Linked DNA regions of Columba livia: region 1 is linked to region 2. The links are chromatin contacts, called in public Hi-C maps. All regions are on one chromosome and are shown on one strand. Each heading gives the region's core, a stretch centred on a gene start, on an enhancer-like site or on the middle of the called end of the contact. The rest is flanking DNA. Distances are from core to core; before and after follow the strand shown. Region 1 has its middle 73 kb from the start of SORL1. Region 2 has its middle 18 kb from the start of UBASH3B.

What was found. Hi-C and Micro-C count contacts between places; a contact is called where the count stands out from the background.
Region 1: a contact with region 2 is called in a Hi-C map of liver, with 4 times the contacts expected there. The contact joins two enhancer-like sites. A contact is called at or near these places in 2 of 2 Hi-C or Micro-C datasets (crop and liver).

The regions. Positions count from the first base shown.
Region 1 is chr24:5,253,078-5,260,130 of bColLiv1.pat.W.v2, forward strand. No RefSeq gene overlaps it. Among named protein-coding and RNA genes, the nearest start is that of SORL1, 73 kb to the right of the region's middle. Within about 2 kb of position 2,739, at least 2 of the 3 cell types and tissues checked have an H3K27ac peak away from gene starts, as active enhancers do.
Region 2 is chr24:5,007,451-5,014,367 of bColLiv1.pat.W.v2, forward strand. No RefSeq gene overlaps it. Among named protein-coding and RNA genes, the nearest start is that of UBASH3B, 18 kb to the left of the region's middle. Within about 2 kb of position 3,486, at least 3 of the 3 cell types and tissues checked have an H3K27ac peak away from gene starts, as active enhancers do.

The DNA.
Region 1 (7,053 bases), core at 1,489-3,988, 240 kb after region 2:
AGTTCAACTTCTGCCTGATTTCTCTGCAAAATTAAAGTATAACAGCCACTGCCTTGGCATGTATTAACAGGACTATTACCTGTCTAGGAGTTCACCTGGATGTCTATAGAAGACAGTGTTTGTCTGTCCAGCAATGCAGAAAGAACCAAAGCATCCTTACGTTCTGAAGGCCATGGGGTGTTTTTGCCACAGGAATAGGCGCACGGCTAATTACAGTATCAACGAAACGCCGAGAGACGAGTCAAACACTAAATATTCAATTCATTTAATATTCCCGATGAATAGGCAAATTGCTCTAATCACATTAGTTATTCTATTCATTTATTAGCTAAGAGTGATTAGTAGTGAATAGCTGTAAGAGGATCTTCCAGGTGCAAAAATTAGGCGTCTATAGTTTCATGATGTTTATTTTCAGCTGAAGCTAATTGTCTCTTTGGTTCATCTCAGCCATACATACACACTGATATGCACAGATCCACCCTCTTTTGTCCAGGCATGGGGAAAAACAGGTAGAAGAAGACAGGGCTGGCACACAGGTGTGGAGAGATAAGGACAATTCACTGCAGAATTTAACAGGATTTATTTAAAAACAGTTGGAAAGAGATTTCCCAAAGATTATGCCAAGTGAATGCAAAGGGATTTGGATCTCTGGTTCCCGCGGAGCGCGCTGATAATGCCATTTTAAGCACCGGGCTCTACTATATTCACAGGATAGCTGAGAAAAGCAGCATTTTGGCTGCGGGTAGTTGGAGAGAGAGGTAAAATAGGAATTTCTGCAGCTTAAACTTGGGCTTTCGTTGTGGTCTTGTTGCCTTTTGGGACCTGATGTTCAGTTCATAGCTCATGGGTAGGGGAGTTTCTGCACCAGTTTGTCTCCAGGCATTAAACTGCAAGATTGGATTGCAAGCAAGGCGTTTCCCTTATTTCAGCAGGTAGAAAGTCAATGGGCGATAGTATTTGGACAGTAAATGGACAGTAGTATTTAGCTTTATATTGCACGTGGCGTCACCAGGTTGCGTTAATTTAATGTTCTCACACACAACCAGGATGTTATGCTAAGCAAAGGCTGAGCTGTCATTACATTTTTATGAAGTCAACGCAGTTTCTAACAGCTTTTTTTAAAAAAAAAAATTGATCAAATATCTCATTTTTTCTAAGAGAATCTGTTCCTCTGGATTTCCCTGAGCTGTCAGCTTTCATTGATATGATCTGATTGATGCTGTTTGCCACATTAAGAAATGTCGGGAGCTAATCTGTTTTAATCCCATTCTCTGTTTTTAATATAATACTCTTGAAGGGAACAGAAGGTTATTACTTATTTTAAATAGCTTCAATATTTGTGTCAAAACATTGTCCTGAAAGGTTCAAATCCAGCCTTTGCCACGAGACTGGGGAAAAAGGAAAAGAAAGAAAACCCCTGCACCACCAATGTTGAGACCATTTGGAATGATCTAATCCATGCTTCAAATCCTTTTGTTCTCCTGTTGCCTCGCAGTGTTGGGGAGTTTGAGCCGAATGCCATTTATTGCGCTATTAGAGGGTGCTAAGTCTCATTTCAAAGATTTTCAAGAATCTTTTTCAAGATTTTCATTGTTCAAACTCCGAATTTGCTCCCGGTTTGGGTGAGAACTGCCATATCATGAATCATTTTCTATAGCAAGGACTAAGAACCCATCACCACACTGCAGGGAACTCTCCGTTATATTAAACTGGTACCTTTATTTTTGGGGCACAAAGCCATGGTTTTGCAGGACTTTAAAACCAGTATTTGGGGGGACTGGAGAAAAGAAGGACCTTGGGTAATGAGAATTGTACATTATCTTAGAAGAATCATTTATCTCTATGCCAGTTGTTTAGCTGGGTTTGCTAGGCTTGAAAATTTAGATTTATTCGTGCCAGAAATAGGAATGGAAGCATTTAATAGGCTTGTGGTCTATGGAGGTGATGAGGGAAAGCAAAGGAAAGCCAGGAGGTGGCTGGAATTGTGCCTCAGTGACTTTTTTTTGAAGAATAAATTCTGATTGCTGAAAGAAAATATGATTATTAGGAATACGCAAGATAAAAGATGCTGGTGAATGCTATAGGCAAAGCTGGTCAGAATTTCAGCATTTCATCAAGGAATTGATGTCACGGCTTTAAATTCCTGGCCAAAACATTACATTTCAACTTTAAAGTTGCACCCTTCCCCATCCAACCTTATTTTTCATTTATTCCCCCAAGAAACCTTCACCTGCAGTTTTCTCCTCACCAGCTGTCGCCAAACAAGGCGCTTTCCCCATTTCCAAAGGCGCTGGTCTCAAGATGGCCCCAAACCTTTGCTTGTGCTTGTGTTTCACTAGTGCTGCTGTTGTTTACACCACACGCTAAAACAGGGCTTGCACTGGCTTCGCAGGAGCAGATGTGAAGCATAATCTTGGACGCTTTCCCAGCCCTCGCTCGGCGCGTCCAAGTGCTCAGTATTTCCTGCACGGAGCGAGTCTCGTCTGACACAATGCCAGCTGCACTAAATGTGCTCTCGGAGTGAATGCTCAGCGTCTGGGTGGCTGAGAGCGCTCGCACAAAACCAGCGCGTTCAGCCGGTCCCGTTTCGGGCTCGTTCGCTCCCCGCAGGGTTAAGCATTGCAGTGGTACCTTGGGAGATGCTGGTGTTTCTCCTGCGTGGAGCATCTTGGAGCAGAATCATGATGTAGGTGGTGAAAACACATTCTTTGTGCCCAATTCCTTCCCCATGCACCTGCTGCTGCTTCTGCACAAACCAAAGCAGCTGCTGGTACTCCCTCCGGACCCGCACTGGTCCAGCACATCCTAAGATGTGCCCGATTTTGGCTTTCTGGAGCAATTTGTCCTCATGAAGGCACAAACTAGTCCACAAAAATGGGTTTTCTCCTGCCCTGCTCACCTGCTTTTATGTCTTCAGATTTAGAGCTAACAAATACACGTGCATTTACGGTTTAGGTAGATCAAGTGGTGAACGCTTAGCTCCTTCCTGCCAGGTTTTTCATTCATTTTAGTACATAGTCCACTTCAGAGCTACAATCTGGTTGCTTCATTTGCTTTCAGATTCGGTTCCTATTTGTCCCTCTGAGACATTTGGGTAAGTGGCAGCATCTGCCTAATGTTTGTGTTATTCACGCTGAATTTCCAAATGGACGTTTCAAAATGGGTGCAAGATGCTACTCTGGCTTGAAAATCAGACTTCTCCAGGCTGTGCTTGACTTATTAGACGTTAAATAGGCTCGGTTTGGATGTGGGGCTAGCTGGAAGACCTCCAGAGCAGCACGAGAGCCTCTGTAAGGAGTGTTTTTGCTGCTGAATTTCTATCAGCCGTGACCAGAGCGTGGCAGGGTCACAACCGACGGCTGAGCCGCTGGAGGGACTGGGGCCGAACCCTGTGGCTTTACGCTCCTGAAAAGGTCACTTGTCTGTGTCTGCAAAGGAAAATGAAGGGCATTTAACTCCCCAAACCAGGTTAATCCCATTCTGCTGGCCCAGGGGCCCTCTAGTGGCTCTTCCTGCTGGGTGTGCTCGGTGGTTCTCATCCGTGGGTGCCACACCGTGGGGCCGTGTCCCTTGCCCTGGGTGGGATGGTGACCAGTCACCGAGAGCAGGATGCTCCACAGTCCCTGCATCCCACCCCTGGGTCCCTATTGAGCAGAAAAACCCCCAAATGTGGTGTGAATAAGGCTGAAATTACAGGCTGAGAAGCCTGCTCAGTCTAGCACTGTTTTGGGGGGGTTCTGTTCTTCTTCTCTGCTCTTCACTTATTTCTACAGGTTTTTTGCATTCCACTGATTGCCTTTCCTTTGAATTCTTCAGATTTTATCCATCAGTGCTTTCTCCACCTTCTAGGGCCCCTTTTTCAGTCTGTTTGCAAATATATTTGCCACCATCCATCTCCTTTTTCTTTAGATAATCCATTTTTTTAAGCTGTCAAAGAAACTGTTCGGATTTTCCACCCAGCAAATAGAAGCTTTAAGTTGTTCCCTGACGGTTTTACTTCTCATCCCTTTCATTTACAGTGGGGGGGAAATACAGATAATTGCAGATCCTGTGCATCTCAAACTGTTTGTGGTGATAGTTACAATTATCTAAAATAATTGGTAGAAAGATCTGTGGACTTAATGTGCCGAGCTAAATTAATATTTCCGATTCCAGCGTTTTAATAGTGTGTGTTTGTGACATTGCCTGTGCTGGATCTTCTAAAATGGGCTAAATTTGCCATGCTGGACATAAGGAGGCACGAAAAGGTTTCTCATGTCATTTTAGATCGAGGATCATCTGACGAGCTATTAGGAAAGACAGGGAGGATTATCATTTGCACCCATAGGAATCTACTTTCTTCTCAACATAACTGTGTGGGCCTCATCCCTCAAAGACTTAAACCGAGACTAAATCTTCATCTGCGAAAGTACGCATGGGCTTTCCAGCCTGTGCTGCACACACAGTCAATCTTCATCAGTGTTTCTAAGCCAGTTTGCATGCAAAACCATCCTCTGGGTCCTCCGGTCTCCATGTGAGGCCACTGCTTCACATGCGAAACGGCACAAGCAAGTTTAAGGGAGAGGAAAACATCTGTGATTACTGGGTACGCATTCCCAGAGCTGCCCGGCTGACGAACAGCGTCACTGTCCCCCACAAAAAGCTCAAAATATTCCTCGGCAGATCAGGATGTGAAATGTTAAAAATACTGGTGCTGGGATCATGGCTGAGCGCTTGTGAAAGTCTTATCCTTTTTAAGGGTGGCCTTGGGCACTCTCTGGGTTGAGGATTGGACTGGATGATGTTTTGAGGTCCCTTCCAATCCCTGTCAATCTGTGATGGAGCCATTCAAAACCTCTAGGAAAGACAGAAAGGGAAGGACCGGGATGCAGAATGAGATGATGCTTCACTTACGGCCACGCAGGTGGCTCTGAGAACAGAACCGCGGCTCCGGCTGTTGCCAAGAGACTTTGCCGCCCCACCAGCCAGACTATGGGGAGAAAGACATTGGGAGCGAAGGGCTGACAGACAGTGACAGAAGCTTAGCACCCTGCCGGATCCAGCATTTCAAAATCTGCAGTGAAAGATAAAATACTCCGCGCCGCGATGGTTGCAGCCCTTTGTCTCCAAGATGCCAGTGAGGACCGTGCCAAGGTGCTTTTCCCTGACCATCTGCCTTACGAGCCCACATGCCAGGGTCGTTGCAATCCAAAGCCCGATAGCACACAGACGTGCTGGTTCATGAGAATCCATTTCGCAATTAAAACAAATATTTAGGATTTCTTCTAAATGAAGCGGCCGAGGCCTCGGAAGGGAAGTCTGGTGGATCTGAACAGGATAAAGAGGCTTCCCTCGCTCTCATGACAGATGTAAATAACACTAAGATTCAAGGCATACAGAGGTCAAATACGTCACTAAAAAGTCACTCTGGGCCTAAATTACAATAAAAAGGACTCTTGAAACGCTAAAAAAGAGAGAGAAAGGATACTGGCTGTGCTCCTGGATAGAAGGCACATCCTCCCCCTTCTGCTTGGCTTAGATCTTGTAGTGATAGGTGAGACATAAAAGACAGATGTTATCCAGTTACCAGGGATGCTGACTTTGAGTTGATATTTCCTTTACAATATGCCATAGAATGTCTGGGGAAAAACTCCATCCTGGCTCAGACCGGGTCATCTTCATACTTGCCCTGAGAATTTGAGGGTGTTATCTCTTGCAACAAGGCTTAATGTTTCCCGAGCTTCCTTCTAGTGCTACCACCATGTTAAACAAATGCATATGCTTCCCGCAGTTCCCTGGCAGTCCTCTGAATATCTTCTGCAGGATAGCGATGAGGTCTGGCATGCCACTGTGCAATCCAATGGTCTCACACCCCAACAGAGCTCAGCTGCAGGTCATATGTTCCTCCCCAAACCATATTTTCTGATGAAAACCTTTTTGGCTGCAGCCTCCTAAGCAGCTTGAGTTAAGTCAACAATGACTTGGCCAAGATGGAATGGCAAGTTGGTAGTGGAGCTGGGTCTGGAATGGAGTCTCTTGACTCCAGGGTTGTTCTTTATTGATGAGCATAGTACAAACGCCAGCCATGCACACCTTCATCTGCTCATTTATTTGTGATGAGCAGAGAGAAGAAAGACAACTAACTCCCTTATCAATATTGCAGTGATGCACATCACAGAGATAATTCTTGGCTCCCCCATGGAAACACCTCCGGGGTGTCAGACTTTCCCAGCCGTGCATTTGTCCTGTATCTGAGACGTGTTAGCAGCTATAAGGCTTTTGTTTCACCTTGATCCAGAGTGGAAAGACTGGCTTAAAGCAGTGAGCGCTCGTGAGACCCCATAACTTAATGTGATATGGTTTTGGCTACAGTTACCTAGCGCTACATACTGGTGTGACCTACTGAATAGCAGACACCTGAATTCCTCTGTCTCCTTGTGCTACTCTCCCTTTTTAAGCAGTGCTGTAAAAAGCAGTGTGGGACCTCCTTTTTTTCTGCTGGCAGGGTTCTGGCCATCATTCTCTGTGCATGGTTCCTAGACACACATTCCTTTGTTTAGGAAGACCCTGTATTATGTTGACACAGCAGCATGTGGCACTGGAAAAGGAAATAGAAAAGGCTTTTGAACACAAACTGGACTGGCGATAGAAGAATGCAGGGGTTTGAAGACAGCCCTGCTCTCTTTCAGGAAGAAAGACGGTTAAATCTCAGGCAGCAGTTCAAGGTAGAAATTCAAATCTGCTTCTCCGCTTTCTGAAGAACATGGAGCAGGAAGCCCCGGTGATTTATCCCGCTTGTAGGGCAGAAGTACCATGGCAAGCTCTGTATGAACAAGGCGAAGCTCCTTGGGTAAAGTCCAGCGGGGCCCTGGGTGGATGTTGTGGGTACCAAGATCAAGGAAACGCTGGAAGCTCTTTGGGTTCTTTGCCTTGTTCTTGCATCGTGTCACTTTGTGGTTCAGCAAGTCCCACTCCCTAAGCCTCAGTTTCTCCTCGGGGAATATAAATCCTTATTGGTAAAGTGCTTTCAGGGCTTGTCCATGAATTTTTAAAACACAACAGAATTGCCAAAAA
Region 2 (6,917 bases), core at 2,236-4,735:
AGGCTGTCTTTCATCTAAATTAAAACCCCACCGTTTTCTAGAAGCTTCAGGGCCTCTGTATAATCTATTCACACATCATTCATCACCGTGGCATCTAGGTGCCACTCTTAACCTTGCTGGAGTCTATCGTGAATATTCCCAACATCTAGATAGTTTTCCAAATGAGATGAACACGCTTTTCCACAACTTTCACTCCTCTGTATGTCTGTTAAACAACCCCATCCGTTATAGCCTAAAAATAAAAGAAGAGAAATGCAAAACACTGAGAGGATGGCCAATTAGCAGATTATCTCAGCCATATTTTGGAGCATCTCTTTTCCTTCCCCATTAGAACTTGTGCACTAGAACAACGCGGCCTGTCACTGTGCAGCCTGCCAGCTGCAGAAAATCAAGGTGTTGGGCTTTTTTAATTGAAGGCATAATGAGTTGACTGGCAGGTTTAATTAAGAAAACTCATCCTGTGTATGCACCTGGAGGTGAAAATAAGTTTAATCAAGAGGAGTTGGCAAGTGCAAACAGCCTTGTTGTGTTTGTTTGTTTGGGTTCTCCCCCCGCACCCCCTTATTTTGGTTTGTTTCAACCAGGTTTTGTCTTTGCAAAAATTGCTCTGGGTGCTGATTAATTATATTTTGATGAGTTATTGCAGCCTTCTTTGTGATGAGGACTACTGCTCCTGGAAAAGCTGCACCAAAAGCTTTAGTGATCAGTATGCCTTAAATAAACTACTTACGACAAACATTCAGGGTGCAAGAACATGGCCCTTAAGGACCTTGTCTACATGAGGAAAATGTGCTTTTTAAATGCATTGGCTGACCTATTATCGCTAAGAGAATGTGGATTCCTGGTGAAAACTTTCTCAGAAGTTACAGAATTGAGGCAGAAACCCTAAGAAATCTATTTACTTAGCTTGAATTGCTTCTGTTTTGAAACGGCTTCTACGGTGGGACCTCTGTGTTGGTTAACGTCGCGGTTGAGACGGACAAATGACATTTTTACTCCCTTCTTTCTCACAGATACACCTTAATATCTCCGGATACTCCTTTACTCCTATCTTTCTCATGGGTGGGCCTTAATATCTTCAAGGCCAATCTGTTCCCATACCCTCCATCAGGGAATCCACGGACCGACCGTAGTCCCCCACAGTTAACAGTCGTATAGTCATAATATAGTCATATATTCTCACGCGGAAGGTCAGCCTGCGCTATCATTCCCCCCGCCTACAAGCCAGGACAGCTGCGCTATTGCAGATCTCCACTGAGCCAAGCCAAGCTTCAGAAGAGATGGAGACCTGCACCCCACAGGTGACTTTGGGGACGTCCCCTGCCCAACAGAACATCCGAGCCCCCTGGTGTGCTGTGATATCGCTGCTGGAGCCCCTCGCTCTGCGCCCGGCATGGGGAAGGGATCCATCAAGCCAAGCTCTAGAGAAGGTTGTGGGCGTTCGACGGGGAGGTTAATGCATTCAAGCTGTCAAAATATTCTTCCTGCTATTCACCCAGTTAACATGCCCTCTCTTTATTTTGCCTGAAAAGGCATTTGCTGTGGTATTCTAATACATGGTCTGTGTTCAAGATGTTAGTGACAGCTGTTGTATGACTACAGGAAGGAAATTATGACTCCCTAATGATAACATGTCACGGCATGTCTCTTTGCTTTTCTTTTCCTTTAGACGTACATTTCTTCTGCCAATGTCTCAGTCATTGCACACATGCAGTTAATTGTGTATCAATGACACATATACCATGTGTTGAGAAGAGGGCTTTAAAAAATAATCTTCTGGATGCTTCTACCTTGTCTTTAAATGATGTGGGAGTTGGCTGAGAAGATGCCCCATGTGGTAACCTGATCTTTTGTACTTTGGGATGTATATCTGACATCAGTATTGCCATCCGGCTTTCCTTAGGGGTGATAGAGCACCTATATGCTCAATTAAGGATCAAGCATTCAGTGTGCATTCAGGTAGACTGTCAGTTTAATCTCTTACGTGACTTTTATGACTTTACCCTGCTAAATTCTGGAAGGGCTGATAGATGTTGGTGAACAAGCCTGTTAAACACATGGAGGTGACTGGATGGGCCACCCCAAGCCCTTCTGTTGTGTTTCAGCTGTGTTCTGACACCTCCAGCCTTTGCAGGGAATCTTGTCACAAAACTCTAATGAGAAGTGATGAGAAAAAGTCTTTTGCATCTGCTTTAAGGAACTTACTGGAGTGACAAGTATGTTTAACCTAGTTTTTAATTCCCTCGGTGTGGGAAAGTTTCTGTGCCCAGGCAGAAGGCCCAGAAGGGTTATGCATCATTTACAACCCAATGTTCAAAATGAGGGGCAGGCTGGGGGCGAGTGCGAGTGGAAATGTAGGTTTATAATTCTCAGCTCAGCAGGAGCTGCTGCTCTGTACAGGGGCAAAACCCAACTGATTAACAGCTTCTGGCAAGGGCAATGGTTCTTGGGTCCCTCTCACTTCTTGCTAGCATGACAGAAAGTGTCCTTTCACTGTGGCAAACTGAGTGTACCCCCTGTACCCCTTCCAAACCACATCTGCAGGACCTTGACGGGTTTTGGGGTCACCTAGAGCAACCCAACAGGTACAATTTCACTCTGTGAGATGCAGTGGTCCCTGCTGATTTCCAATTGCATTTAGGAGGCAGCTGTTTGTCTTTGAGTAGCGTATTGCTGCTGTTCGGTATAAAAGTCTTGATCTTGGAGAGCCTGTGGTAAAAGAGCATAAGCTTGCAGGAAAGGAAAACACACTATGGAAGTTGTTTCAAAACCTGGTAGCTCTGACAACCATAAAAACCTGAACAAGCTGCCTTCCCACTGCGTTGCTCAGAATTGCGGTATCTACGGGCATGACTGTACATCCCAGCATCCCCAAGACACCCTTCTCATACAGGCAAAGATGCCATTTCTGTTTCAATTTATGAGGAAAAACAGAAATCACTTCAGTGGTGCCACTGAAATAGGGGTGGAATTAATCTGTTTATAGATGCCTTCACAAGGGTGAAGTGCAAGTACAGCGCAAGTCTGATTTTATAGAAATCCATGGCTCTGTCCCTGTGTCAGGGACTAGTTTTATGTCCTGAAGGTGGGTTTTCCTTTGGGACTGATGCCAGGCAAGCTTTCCTTCATCCTCTCTGTGCTGATAGACACATGGAAGAGAAGTAAAGGGATGTGCAGGGAGGGAGTTTTCAGCTCATTTTGCCCAGATAGTCTAAATAATAAGGAAGAAGGGAGCATAGTCTAAATAATAAGGAAGAAGGGAGGAGCTCGCTGCTCTGGGTCGGGGCTGAGGAGCAGCAGCAGCCACAGGAGGTCAGTGTTGTATCGTGGATGTGGCTATAAGAGCCAGCATGGCCTTGACCTAGAAGGGAGGGTTCATTCGTCTTGGGCACTTCTGGGTAGTTCGCCACCCTGGTTTCGTTCTGTGTTCAGCAAAACCCGGTGCTAGTGAAGGGCACGGCCCTGGGAGGAGCAGGGATTTGTCACAAGCGCCAAAGGAAAACCGCAAAAATGAGAAAACAGCAAAGCGAGAGCGGCTGGGATTTCAGGCCTTGGCGGAGGCAGCGGGCTGGGAACCGACACTAGATGGCTCAGACCCGAATCGCTCCTGCGAGCGTCAGGCTTTCCCCTCTAAATCCTTGCCTTGTTTTTGGCCCGAGCGTTTCCTTGCAGCTGTTTGGTGGAGGTGAAGCGGTTTGGCAGGCGCGGGCCAGCTGGTGTCCAACATCCCCGCTGTGCAGGTGGCCTGTTTGTTGGCAGCTTCGCTCCAGTTATCAAGGCTCAAAAGCCCCCCCCGTACGCCTGATCTCAATTCCTCCGCTTGCAATTGATCCTTCCAGGGTGGTCCGGGGGCAGGTTGGTGCAGGAGGGATGCTCGTGCGGCTACTGTCGGGGTCGTGTCTGGTTGCTGAAAGAAGATTTGCATTCCAGGAGCTTCCCCCAGGGCTCCGTGCTCTGAAACATGTTTTAAGGCCCGTTCCTAGGGAGCTCTGGCAGCTATTTGATGTGGTCTCAGTGCTTTTAGAGAATGGCTGGGCCAGTGACAGAAGTGAAACTCAAATATTCTCCAGTAGGCTCTGTGGTTCCTTCATTAAAAACAGACAGATAAACAAACAAATTACAGCCCATTATGAGCGTGTCCTTCAGTTCCTCTTCAAACGGCCTTTTGCTGGTTTAAAAGCCTTAAATAAGGACGGAGCCTCCTGAGTCTCGGCTGTAAACTATTGGATTTAAGCTTTCCTTGTGCCTCTAGGTCCATTGCCTTTGCTGGCTTCTAACTGTCTGATGTGAGCTTTCCATTCATTTGGCTTTTCCTGGTGTGAGGCTTCAGAACAAGATTCCTTGTGTGCAGTCTTTGATGTTGCACCACAAAGAATCTCCACTTTTTCCTAATGCTCTGCTGAACCCCCATTAAAAAAGAGAAAAAGTTTTATGTAACTAGGTTGAGAGGAAGTGGGGTGACCCATGCAAATAGTTTTTGTGTCACTTACAAAGGCTCAGATGCTATGGTGATGGGTTCAGCGAAAGGATCTGAACTCATTTAGACAGGATTGAGCTGGGATGTGTTTGCTGAAAGGCAGAGGAGACACCGGTAGGGATGTGAAGGTGTCCTTAGGGGAATACAGTCCATCACGACCAGTTTGCTGTCTCTCCTCTGCATACTCACAGGTATGACCTAGTAACATTTATTTTAAGAATGCAAAGAACCTGTACCCCCAGTCTGGAAAACATGAGGTAGAATACACTATGGAAATGCAGCCAGAATTTTTCTTCCTTCAAAAGTAGATGAATAAGTCTTGCTTAATTTAACATGTAGTGCCTTCTTTATTGCCTCCAGGCTCCTGATATTAGGACTCAGTCCTTATTCTCTATGTCTCATGTCTTCTAATGCATTTGCGTATCTCCGATTCTTCCCATGCGTAGCATTCTTAAAGCTGAGAGAGAGGGAAAACAATCGTCTTCATCATAGATTAAAATAAAGCTCTTGATTTTTATAGTCAGTCTTCGCCTTTGAAATCTGGATCGCTGGCTAAAAACGTGGTGCTGCGGGAGGATTTTTTTAGGGCCCCTGCTTGGCGTTGAAAACCAAACCAGGTGCCATCGGTGAAGCATGTGAATCTTCAGCTTCATGAAAAGGCTTTGTTACAAGTGTGTTTTTGGAGAGCAGAAACCTATGCACTGACCCTTTTCAGTATCATCTGATGCATGCACCATGATTAGAAAGAGTCAGGGAAGTTAAAAATAACCTGTGGAGGAGGCATTCTAATGAGCAATTATCATTCCTTTCCATTGACTTTTGCAGCAAGACTCTCCATGTGTTTAGTCTTCTCGAAAGAACATGCCAGATGTTAGAGTGAGCGACTTGTTAAGTCCCTGAATACAATTCTCACTGTCGTGCTGAACCATTGTCAGTTTTTTTTTTATAACTATTAAAATAATTGGGCCCTGAACATTGTGACCTGATAACGCGAAAGAATCTTGGCTGGCTTTCCTAGGGGTCACGTTTGTGAATAGAAAACTCGGGGAGTGTTTGGCAGAACAAAGCAATGTTTCTGCATGCAAAGATCTTCAAGAACCTAATCTGAGGTGCAATCATCTGCCTTCAGAAATCGTGCCTCCTGGCGAAATCTGACTTTTGCATTTCAACATCCCCAACTTGAGTCTTCAAGGAAGCTTTTGTGCTTGTGGGGCTCTGCTATTCTCCCAAAAGAGAGTTCTTTAGAAATTATTGACGACCAGGCCAATTTTACCTTTGCAAAATTTTAAGACGGGGAAAGCAATGAGCAAAGCAGACTTCTCTTTACAAAGTCACTAAAGCCCTTTGCCGTCCCTGCTTGCGCATAGGAATCTTAATTGGATTAAAATACAAATCTGTATATTGTGATTTTGCGTGCTATGGATCCCGCTCTCTTGTTTTTAGCCGCATTGGCCAAACTCAATGAAGTGCACGGTCAATGTTTTAGCTTTGCCTTTGGTGTCCCTCGGTTGGAGCTCATTAAGCATTCGGGGAATAATAATTCTGGGACTTGAACTTTGATCTGAGGAATCCGGGAAAGAAAGGGCCGGAAATTGCAGCAGCCTGATTAGCTACCCCAAGTTGATCAACTTTTCTGCCAGATGCAGCTCCCAGAGGCTGCAAGACAATAGAGCGAGCGAGGGAGAGCTCGATCACATCCCATTACTGCTGCTAATGCAGACGGAGTTTTGAACCGCTTTGCACACACCAATTTGTCAAATAATAATAATAATATATATATATATATATTTAACCCTAAGTATTTGTTTGCTAATTTTCACACATCTGGGAGTTGTGTGGAAACACCATAATATCCTGAAAGAAGCTCAGCCAAAGCTCTAAGGGAAAAGGGGCTCTTGAGTCTGAACTTGTGAGAATTTCAGATGGACAATATGAATTACAGTGCGGCGAGACCAGGAGAGACTCTTTGTGCCAGAGTTTTGCATGAGCAGAACTTTACTGCTCAGAAGGAAGTTTAGCTTGGGGTATCAACCCTAAAATGCTTATATACAGAGCGAGGCTGAGTTTGTAATAGATTTTCATTTTCTCAAGAATATAATGAGAATTTCAACTCAAATTCATGTTGTGACAACCTGAATTCGATGGTGAAGCAGCTTTACCAGTCAGCTCCGACTGCAAACTTCCCGACATTGGGCGACTGAAGAATCTCAGCTGAAATTGAGTGAGAAGTGAACTAAAGTTCTCACAAAGCAGTTCGAGACTCATACCTTTCTTCTCATAAAGCAGATGGAAGATGAACCTACCACCATCAGAATACCTTGAGAATATTGAACCCTCCATCTTTGGCAAGCTTTCCTTAATGCTGTCGCTTTTCTCTTAAAGCTTTTCACACCTTCAATTTCTGTCAAGAGGCGCATCAAGTGTCCACCTCAATATCGAA